2 separate regions of the Macaca mulatta genome follow, and region 1 is linked to region 2. A link is a contact called in public Hi-C data. All regions are on one chromosome and are shown on one strand. The core of a region is the stretch at or near the end of the contact, and the rest is flanking DNA. Distances in the headings are between cores, read along the strand shown. Region 1 holds the start of CALML4 (calmodulin like 4). Region 2 holds the start of PIAS1 (protein inhibitor of activated STAT 1).

Evidence for each region. Hi-C and Micro-C count contacts between places; a contact is called where the count stands out from the background.
Region 1: a Hi-C map of liver shows a contact between it and region 2, with 3 times the contacts expected there. The contact joins the promoter of CALML4 here to the promoter of PIAS1 in region 2. A contact is called at or near these places in 2 of 14 Hi-C or Micro-C datasets (fetal cortex germinal zone and liver).

The regions. Positions count from the first base shown.
Region 1 is chr7:45,759,136-45,764,375 of T2T-MMU8v2.0, forward strand. CALML4 (calmodulin like 4) reads right to left here and starts at 3,454. Exons shown (of 6, transcript XM_015142552.3): 1 at 3,372-3,454; 2 at 3,313-3,370; 3 at 3,191-3,221. The coding sequence starts at 3,439. CLN6 (CLN6 transmembrane ER protein) reads right to left here. Exons shown (of 8, transcript XM_077939628.1): 8 at 5,061-5,240.
Region 2 is chr7:45,604,662-45,610,295 of T2T-MMU8v2.0, forward strand. PIAS1 (protein inhibitor of activated STAT 1) reads left to right here and starts at 3,945. Exons shown (of 14, transcript NM_001266301.2): 1 at 3,945-3,978. The coding sequence starts at 3,955.

The sequences.
Region 1 (5,240 bases), core at 2,204-4,703, 150 kb after region 2:
TTGTGTCCTCTGCACTGTACAAACATAAAGGATGTGTAGCACACAACTTACAAATAATACGGAAATGTACACTATTCTTTATTATAAATTCCATCTAGGGCTGGGCACAGTGGCTCACGCCTGTAATCCCAGCACTTTGGGAGGGCGAGACAGGAGTATCACTTGGGCCCAGGAGTTTGAGACCAGCCCAGACAATATAGTAAGACCTCATGTCTACAAAATATTTAAAAATATTTTGTGTGTGGTGCTGCGTGCCTGTAGTCCCAGCTGCTCAGGAGAGAGAGGGGGGAGAGTGCCTTGAGTCTGGGTGGTGAAGGTTGAAATGAGCGGAGATCATGCAATTGCACAGAGCAAGGCTCTGTCTCAAATAAATAAATTCCATCTGGCCACTTGATTACTACGAATGAGTTTTGCCAACTCTTTTTTTTTTTGAAAGAGTTTCACTCTTGTTGCCCAGGCTAGAGTGCAATGGCACGATTTTGGCTCATTGCAGCCTCCACTCCCAGATTCAAGCGATTCTCCTGCCTCGGCCGCCCATGGAGCTGGGATTACAGGCATGCACCATGCACCATCACGACCGGCTATTTATCTATTTATTTATTTTTTGAGATAGAATCTCATTCTTGTTGCCCAGGCTGGAGTGTAGTGGTTTGATCTCAGGTCACTGCAACCCCTGCCTTCTGGGTTCAGGTGATTCTCCTGCCTCAGCCTCTTGAGTAGCTGGGATTTCAGGCACCTGCCACCACACCCGGCTAAATTTTTTGTACTTTTAGTAGAGATGGGGTTTTGCCATGTTGGCAGGCTGGTCTCGAATTCCTGACCTCAGGTGATTTGCCCACCTTCGCCTCCCAAAGTACTGGGATTACAGGCGTGCACCACCACACCCACCAAGTTTTGTATTTTTAGTAGAGATGGGGTTTCACCATGTTGGCCAGGCTGGTTTTGAGCCCCTGACCTCAGGTGATCCACCCGCCTCGGCCTCCCCAAGTGCTGGGATTACAGACGTGAGCCACCATGCCCAGCCCAAGTTTTGCCAACTCTTATATCCATTGCCAACCTAGTTTTGATTCGACCATGATTTGACAAATGAAGCTGTATGCCAATGAGTGTGATTCTTTTTCCAATGAAAAATCTGATGTGATCTACTGTTAAACTATTTCTCACCCTTGTACCAAATACATTCATTAAATTGAAACTTATTTGAAATCACCAGCTCTACTGAGCACAATAGGGCTGTCTTTTTAACTTTTTGTATAGATAGATGTAGGGACTGAAACATTGTTTGATCCTACATTATTTAATAATGGCTGGCTTTAACATCCTGCTTGCAAAATTCCTAAAAAATGGCTCTTGCTAGCTGTAGTGAGCCAGCCCCAGCCTACATGTGGGTGACACCTGCCTGTGCCTGGCCCAGCGTCCAGCACGTAACTGACATTATCCCCCTCTGTCCCTGGCTCGCAGCAGCCTGGTGAGGTGGCATATGCCTACTTCACAGGTGAGAAAACCGAGGCTCAGGGTGATTAGGCTTCAGGTCTGCCGCCTCCAAAGCCCCTGTTCTTTCCACTTCGCTAGGCCATCCCGTCCAGTCTTTTACACACTCGTTAAACATTGGTGGCCACTTTCTTGGTGTCAGATACTGGGATACAAAGAGAAATTACCTTCTTCCCTTCTGAGAGCTTTGGCCATCCCAGGAGGGAGGGTCAGTGAGCCTTAAAACCAGGCATGGGTGGGAGGATGCTGAGGCTGAGAGCTGAACTCCAGCCCTCAGTCCACCATTCAGTATCACCTTTGGACCTGGACAAGAGGGTGCTGCCCCGGGCCCTGTGTTTTAAAAGTCCCTGCTCCTGCCCTGGCCCTCCTCTTGGGATAAAGAGTTTGAGGGGTCTACATGGAGGTGCCCACCTGGAGCTCACAATTCCTGCCCCTCTAGACCAAGCTCAGAATACCCAGAACTCTGGAACTCCTGGCCGGGTAACCCTAACCCCATTTGGCTGGGCTCTCAGGACCCTACCCTGGATCACAAGGGCCCAAGGTGCCTGTAATTTGTTGTTGTTGAGACAGAGTCTCACTCTGTCGCCCAGGCTGGAGTGCAGTGGCACGATCTTGGCTCACTGCAACCCCGCCTCCTGGGTTCAAGCGATTCTTCTGCCTCAGCCTCCTGAGCAGCTGGGAGTACAGGCACCCACCACCATGCCCAGCTAATTTTTGTATTTTTAGTAGAGACGGGGTTTCAACATATTGTCCAGGCTGGTCTCGAACTCCTGACCTCGTGATCTGCTCGCCTTGGCCTCCCAAAGTGCTGGGATTACAGGCGTGAGCCACCGCGCCCAGCCTTGGTACCTGTAATTTTAGCTCCAGTAGTCAGCGAAGGACTCACTGAGAAGGCGATGTTTCAGCAGAGACCTGGAGGAATAGGGATGCCTGGGGGGACTCTCAGGCCCATTGACGTCCACTGTTGGGACAGGTTCAGGGTCACAACCTCAAGCAGCAGCTGGCTGTGCCTCCTGGGCCTCTCCTGCCAGGTATAGGGGGGCTGCAGTCATGAGGCTCCCCTGGCTCAGGTCTGGGCCCCTGAGTTCTTTGTAACCCAACCCTTTGTGCTCTTGGCCTTGTGGAAATAGAACCTGCATGGTGTGAAACTGAAGCCTGGTCGAGGGCTGGCAGAGTAGGGGACCCAGGGAATGAAGTGCTCACACCCAAACCAGACTTGATGCCAGGGCAAAGGGGACTCAGTGGACCCCCTCCCATTTTACAGATAGGGAGACTGAGGCCCAGAGAGTAGACACATCCTGCTGGAGAGTGCAAACCTGGCCTCTGTTCTGTCTCAGTTACAAAGCCCCTCCTCTTTCCCTGCTGTCAGCCATACCTTTAATGGTCTCTCTCTCCATCCCCAGTCCCCTCAGTCCCCAAATCCAACTGGTCAGGCTCTGGAGGGAAACCTAGTGGGCTCTGTCTTAGCGCCCTGGCTTGTAAATCACACTGACACGTATAAAGCCACATTTCTATTTTGGAGGCTTACCCCCGACCCCCAGCCCACTGACGGCCGCCTCCCTGCAGCTCTTGGCCCCGTGGGTGGGCCCAGCTCTCGCCCAGCCACCTTCCTTCCCACCAAGAAAACATGAGCAGAGCAAACTGCCTAATGAGACCCATGTTTTGCTGAGTTGCTAATTAAAGAACAAACCCAACCTACCATTAATTTGGTCTTGGGAAAGAAACTTGGCCTGCAGCAGAGAAAGGAAAGCAGTCAGGGGAGGGCTCCACCTGAGGCTCACACCCCCAGCCCTGGCCAGGCCCACACAGACCCTCACTCACCATCCTGAGGCCCCGGCTGCCACCCGTGCGTTCACTGCTCCCAGAACCGCGTTCAGTTTCCTCCAGCCTCAAGTCTAAAGTCTGCCAAGCTGGGTGGAGGCCCGGGTAATAAATGCTCGGCTGCCATGGAGACCGGGCCCGACGCCACCAGGGTCAGATTCCAGCTTCCTGAGCACAGCTCAGGACCCGCCACCCGGGCAGGTTGGATTTTTGAGGAAACGGGGCTGCGGAAGGCTCTCCCAGGGCTCAGAGTCTCCGCCTCCAGAAGCCGCAGCAAAGGCACAAATGCCAGTTTCTTCCTGGGAGCCCTGGACTCCAGGAAGGGGTCTTCTCTCTCCTGGGACTCGGCGGGGACACCATCAAGCCCCGACTAGAGTTGGACACTTTACACCCTGGGTCGTACTGAAGGCTCCTCACACACCATCTTGGAGGAGGAAGGGAACCCTTCCAAGACGGCCCAACTCAGAGATGGGCACCAGGGCGCGCAGGCTTGGGGCTCGGTACTGCAGGGACACAAGCTTTGGTGCTCTCAGGCTGGGATTCAGTCCTCCCCGCCTGCTGACCTGCTGAGTGACTGGCAAGTCATTCTACCTCAGTGTGTGCCTCAGTTTCCTCACCAGCTGAATGACAGGGCCGTTGGCGAAATCAAGCGGCCAGCGCACAGCCGGTTCCCAGCCTGTGCCAGTTCACCTCCCGCCTTCTGGGGACTTCACAGGTCGGGGAGGGGCCTGGGCTGGGTCTCCAGCCCCACTGCAGGCTCCTCAGGGGCTTGGAGTGAGGCCTCTTAGTGCCAGTTACCCTGGCCAGGAAGGCTCCCCTTTTCTTCCTTCCTTTCCTCTCTCCACCCTCAGCCCCACCCCTTCCGCAGAAGCTGCTGATGCTCCCAAGTCCTCAGGGCTTCGTGCTGCTCCCCTCCCCCACATAGGAGGAAATGGGGGCACGGTGTGAGGCTTCCCCGGCTGCTTCCCCTTGAGATCCCATTTCCCTGTTTGGGGCGTGAGGTTTTTGTCCACAGCTGAGTCTATGGGGCTCTACACCCGAGGTCCGGCCCACAAGTAGGTGTGGCCGCACAGGTGTGCCCTACACAAGGGCCCCCAACCCAGGTGCGAGGGGTTGCTGGCCAGGGGCTGCACTGCCCATAGGAAGGGGGGCATCGTGCCAGTTTGCACACAGGCACAGGGACAGGAGGGGCTGCCTGTGCCCCATTCTCCCCTCCTCTCCCCTTTCCTGACTGCCTGTGTGGAAAGGGTGCTTTTCCCCCAAATCACATCCCCAGAGTCGCCTCTTTACACCTGTTTCTAGACCCACAGAATTTTAGCTGGGGACTCGACTCCTCCCTGTCAGAGTTGGAGGCCCCTGCTCCCTTCCCCCGGGGCAGGGATAGAGGAAAGGCTGCCTCTGTGCAGACGATGGAGAGAAGGACGTTAAGGAGTCACCTGGGCTCTGGAAGCCTGCAGGCGGCCAGGCCAACACAATCCCACCGAATCCCTCTGCCTGTGGGAAGGTGCTCCAGGAGAGATGAGGTGGCTCCTCGGAGTTAGGCCAGTGTGTGCTGGGGTGCCCTGGCCAACTCCCTCCTCACGTGTGTAGGTGTCCCCAGGGGATGCGGCACAGATGGAAAACATCGGCATGGGGCAATGGCTGCGTGGGGGTTCACGATACAGCAACTCACCACGCTGTGGGGCGCACCGTGTGTGCTACACCTCAGCACAAAAGGGAGAAAAGACAAAAACACCTCCAACAGCAACTGCAGCTGTGACTGTTTGCTTTATTCTTGAATCCCGGGTCCCCGTGGCTGGGGGTCCCTTCCCATCCCTGGGCACCACCATGACTTCCTGTGGGTCCCTTCCCTTCTGTCCCCGACTCTGTAGACCCCCCCATGGGAGGGGTCCTAGGTAGGGGAGGCTCCTCCTCCCTCCAAACCAGGG
Region 2 (5,634 bases), core at 2,695-5,194:
GGTCAGGTATGGTGGCTCACACCTGTAATCCCTGCACTTTGGGAGGCCAAGGTGGGTGGATCGCTTGAGTTCAGGAATTCAAGACCAGCCTGGGCAACATGAAGAAACCCTGTCTCTACAAAACATACAAAAATTAGCCAGGCATGGTGCTGGGCACCTGTAATCCCAGCTACTCAGGAGGCTGAGGCAAGAGAATCACTTGAATCCTGGAGGCGGAGGTTGCAGTCAGCCAATATTGTGCCACTGTACTCCAGCCTGGGTAAAAGAGCAAGACTCTGTCTCAAAAAAAAAAAAAAAAAAAAAAAAAAAAGAAAGAAAGAAAAATAAATAAAATTTGAAACCTTGCTGGCTCTCTTTTAATAGGTTTTCTTTTTCAATATTTAAGAAAACCTTTTTTCTTTTAAGCTACTGATAGCTTATAGCAATTTGGTAAGGCATACTTTCGCAAACAAAAATTCAAACATTTGCTTTTCCTTCCTACTTAATTCCTCCAACATTTGTAAACTAATCATGAAGATTCTTATTTTTATGACAATATAGTTATTTGCATAAGTTCAATAAGAAGCTCTTCTCTTTAACAAAATACAACTGGAAATATTGGTTACATTACCAAAGCTTTGATTGCAGTGTCATATTGTATTAGTCTGTTCTCACGCTGCTACGAAGACATACCTGGGACTGGGTAATTTATAAAGAAAAGAGGTTTAATTGACTCAGTTCTGCATGGCTGGGAATGCCTCAGGAAACTTACAATCCTGGTAGAAGGTACCTCTTCACAGGGTGGCAGGAGAGAGAATGGTTGCCGAGCAAAGGGGGAAGCCCCTTATAAAACCATAAGATCTCCTGAGAACTCACTATCACAAGCACAGCATGGAGGGATTCCCGCCCCCCCACCCCGCCACCAGTGCTGTTCATTCATTCATTATCAATTGAATTGATAATGATTCAATTATATCCACCTAGTCCTGCCCTTGACACCTGGGAATTATTACAATTCAAGGTGACATTTGGTTGGTGACACAGGGCCAAACCATATCATTCATATATATATATTCATATATATATAGCAACATCATATTTTAAAATCTGCATAGAATCATAGAATGCCAATTTTCAAGGGTTCTCAGCCTTATAGTGAACAACAGTTGTCACTTTCAGGCAGGCCCAGAAACCTCAAGATATTAGATATTGCAGGCAAAGTCTGATGTCTGCCTTGGTTTGACTTCCTAACATCAAGAGGTTTTTAAAAGTCCAATCTGAGACTCGTCGTCACCATTTCCAGCAAAATAAATTTAAAACAAGCTTATGTGGTTATTCTTGCTGCACTTATGTAAATAATCAGGTCAAGTTTGAAACTAAAATCATTTAAAAAAACAAATTGGTCTTACTATGATTATCTTTGGTGGAAACGGGAATGACTGTAGAGAGAAAAATTATGTTTCTGATGAAAACTATAATACACCTGTTATTAGATTGCAGCTTTGTTCATTGTTTTTGAGTTTTTATCATATATCTATAGACTAGACTGGATCCTGATTTCTCATTGCCTTCAATATCTGACTACAATTCTCCAACCATGAACAAAAACTGCTAAGCTGAACAACTCGATATAAATTTCAAGGGATAAGTCCCATGCTTGATGAGGGAACCACACAGAGGGTTCGGCAGAACACCTGATGCCACAGCCAGAGACATTTAAACTGCAAACCAGGACGAGAAATTGCTGACATCATGTTGTGGACAGTGTTTTCCAAGACTGTCAGAAGAAGACTCGCTACCATAATAAGACTCTTTCCCTTCTTAATTTTTTCTTGCTTTTGCCCACCTGTTCCACTTGGCAGGATAATGCTGTAGTTAAAATTTCACAATCAGTTGTTTTTGTGGGCAAGTTGATAAAGTGTAACATGTCAAACCCAAACCTTTACAGGACCCAAGAGAGCTTTTATTCCACCTAGTGGGTAACTTTAGCAACATCCCTAATGCAACTGTTTGTTCAAATTTTACTAGTGGCCTCTTTTGTAGAGTTAGCACTCTTTGCTTCAATTTAACCAATTCCTGAGATGCTAGATGACAGAATGGCTACCTACTAACCAAACAGGGGGAAATCTGTGCTGTTGCTGACACTTGTTGTTGTACATAATCTGGTATTATAGAGACTCAGTTTCAAAAAGTTAGCAGGCTACTTGGTTAAAACAGGTAGATTTCTCATCTGGCTCATTCTTTGATCTATATGATTTTAGTTGGTTTGGTTTATGGCAACCCTAGCTAAGAAGCATACTCTGAACTCTTGGCATTGTCCACCTGATAGTCATAATTCTCAACTATGTTCTCTCAAAAAGTTTTAAATGTTTGTATACAGCCAACTGTTGAATGTCAAGTGGTCTCTCTTCACCTGCAATGACAGAAATGCATAATCGTGAGGACACTGTAATCTATAAATGATGTGTGGAGACTAGAAAACCAGAATGATGTTAAGTGAGGGTAGTGCTAACGCCCTCCGTCTTAGTGTCACAATTTCACCTAGGTTAATTGTTAAATAAAAATCACAGGATGCCATTGTTTTGAACCAAATTCCTGCATCAGGCCTCCAGACCAGACTAAAAATCAAAATGGTGTCACCCATGTTCACTAAAACAAAACTGAGTTATCTGGTTTTACAAAAAATCATGAGAGAGAGACCAATTTTCTTTTTTTTTTTTGAGACTGAGTCTGGCTCTGTCGCCCAGGCTGGAGTGCAGTGGCCGGATCTCAGCTCACTGCAAGCTCCGCCTCCCGGGTTCAGGCCATTCTCCTGCCTCAGCCTCCCGAGTAGCTGGGACCACAGGCGCCCGCCACCTCGCCCGGCTAGTTTTTTGTATTTTTTAGTAGAGACGGGGTTTCACCGTGTTAGCCAGGATAGTCTCGATCTCCTGACCTCGTGATCCGCCCGTCTCGGCCTCCCAAAGTGCTGGGATTACAGGCTTGAGCCACCGCGCCCGGCCCAGAAGGCTTTTAGTAGAGACAAAAAAGAATGAAATAATCCTTCCATCAAGTCTACTTAAATGTCAATTTAGTGGATAAAACTCTCCCAGAATTAAGTACATCTCCCAAACCCTTCTTCTTTCTCAATGGACCGTTTGCTCCCTTCTGGTACTCAAAAAATAACATTTGAAATTGTATCTTTGTTCGTTCACTTGTCTGATTCCCCATTAGAGAACTACAGAAGGGCAGGGACTTTGATTCCCCAATGTATATTTAGCCGTTAGCACAAAGCCAACAGATAGTCACTAAATACATTTTTTTAAAACAAAAATGTTAATGAACACCTTCAAAATTTTGTCTTACGCCACCTCGCAAAAATTCTTGTTTGTGCAAGTCACTTTTCCTTTCTGAGCTTTCATTTCTGAATCTATACCCTGGGAATTATCTCTTCCTTGCCTACCTCACCGCGTTATCAAGAGGAGGATCTGAGCCAATAATGCTAGAAATGCTTCATTAAGGGCCCCTTAAATGTAACGGATTTCTATTTTTAGCCCACTGGTAGCCTCGCAAGTAGCAGGTGCTGAAAAAGCCTTGCTTATTAGGGGTTGGAGGACAGCATTGTTTCTGTGACCGTAGGCGTCGAAGCTATGCAGAAGCGTTCCACGGACCGCGGAGAGATGGGGCTCAGGCCAGCATCCCTCTCGCCCCTGCCCTTCCCGGGAGGCGCTGGCCGAGAGAGGATGGGGGGGCTGGGAAGCCGAGGGGGTAGTAACTGTCAAACCTCGCCGCTTGGCGCCATTATTTAAATAGAACGTGCCTGTCTCGCAGTTGTACGTGTCCGGGGCGGGGCTTCCAGCGCCCTAAGCGGGGCGGAGGCCAGAGGCGGGCTGGGAAGGTGGAGGGGCGGGCCGGGGCGGGGCCAGGCCGGCTAGAGGGGCGGGTCTAGCGGCGGCCCCCGGCGAGGTTCACTGCGCTTGCGCTGACAGACGCAAGATGGCGGACAGTGCGGAACTAAAGGTAAAGCGCAGCTCGAATTCACTTCTAATATTCGGCCGCGGAGACGGCGCCTCTGGTGCCTGGGGGGATGGGTCCGACCCTGGGGGGCCGCTCGGGCCTGACTCCACCCGGGCCTGGAGTTGTAGGGAGAGAGGCGCGCCCGGTCTCAGCAGAGGGGGCCCGCCTGCGGCGGGCCGCGGGCCCCGGGTGCCTCGGGGGCGCTGACGGGTCGTCCCCGGCGTGTTATTGTTGTGGGCGCCTCTGGCGGGGGTGGCGGGGGAAGAGATAGGGAGTCGGGAGGTAGGGGCTGCAGCTGTCTCCTGGGCTCGGCTTTTTCACCTTCTAGTTAGCCTCCCCGCCCCCCATGGGGAGCTGGGGCTGGGGGCAGGGTGCTCTTGTAGGGGGGATTGGGAAAGCTCCCCGTGGCCGCTTCCTCTTCCTCCTTTGCAGTCCCGGGCTCCTGTCAGGCGCTCTTCTCAGACCCCCGGGAACTTGGCTCCGGCCGCCCCGCCCCTCCGTGGATCCCTGTCGCCCCCGCCCCGGACTCGGCTCTCCCCGGCTGCTCGCTTTCAGGAAGCGCCTGGGGTGCCCCGCTTGAGGGAAGCGCGATCCCGGGGCGATAGGGTGGGGATCTGGGGGGAGAAGCTCTGGTAAAGTTTAGCGAGCCCCGGGCCGGCATTGGGGTTCGGCTGAGAGGTAGCGGGGGAGAGTCAGCCTGGGCGGGACGTTACTCTCTCTCTGATTCCGGGCAGCCGAGGGGAGAAACCCCCTCGAAGAGTGTGTCTTTGGAAGCAGTGTTGGGAGAGGGGGATGTAGCTACCTCTCTCCCTTCTCTTGCCTTGGCTGGTGTGGAGGGTGAGAGGAGCCTTTGGGGGTCTCTGCACACACCATGATGGCGATGCTGTAGCTGATGGAGGTGAATGGTTCGTGTTTATATCCCCCCATTGCCTTTTGTTTGTAGGGACATCTTGCTGGCCATGTTGATTTGAACGAAATTCTCCCCTCATGCTACTCTAACCCCCGATAAATAGAACGTTCCTCTTAACTGTACCAATTACTCACGCCTCACGAAATTAGATGAAAGGGTGCCCCCTTTTCCCCGCTTTTCTCCCACCCCAATCTTTACCTGATGATGGCTTCTTTACCGAAGCAGATATACCACTACACAAGCAGTTGGGGGAGGGGGGGTGGAACCCTTATGATTGGATTGTGACAAATGGGGCTCCGCTTGAATAATTTTGGTTTAGTAGCAGGCAGTTCTTAACTAACGCGTATTATTTCGAGGCTCTGAACGCGATCTTCTCTGTGGCTTCCTGTGTGTGTGAACCCAGCAGCTGGTTATGTCTCGACCCAGAGAACTGACATCTCTGTCAGAGTGGAGATTGGGATATACAATTGTAAATCTTTGGAGAGAGTCTTCTTTTTATAATTAATACAAATTATTTAATTTTTTTCTCCGTTATAATGAAACGACAACTTCTAGAACAACCAAATGCCAGATTTGATTCTGTAGAGTTTTTCCTGTGGAATATCCTCACCGAAAGATCTTTTCTCCTAATAACTTCACAATGTTTACACTCCAAGATTTATGTATTAAAGTATTGGCTTTGAGTGTCATTCATTTAAAATGTACTTATAATTACAACTTTATTTAAGGGAGAGCAGATTTAGAATGGA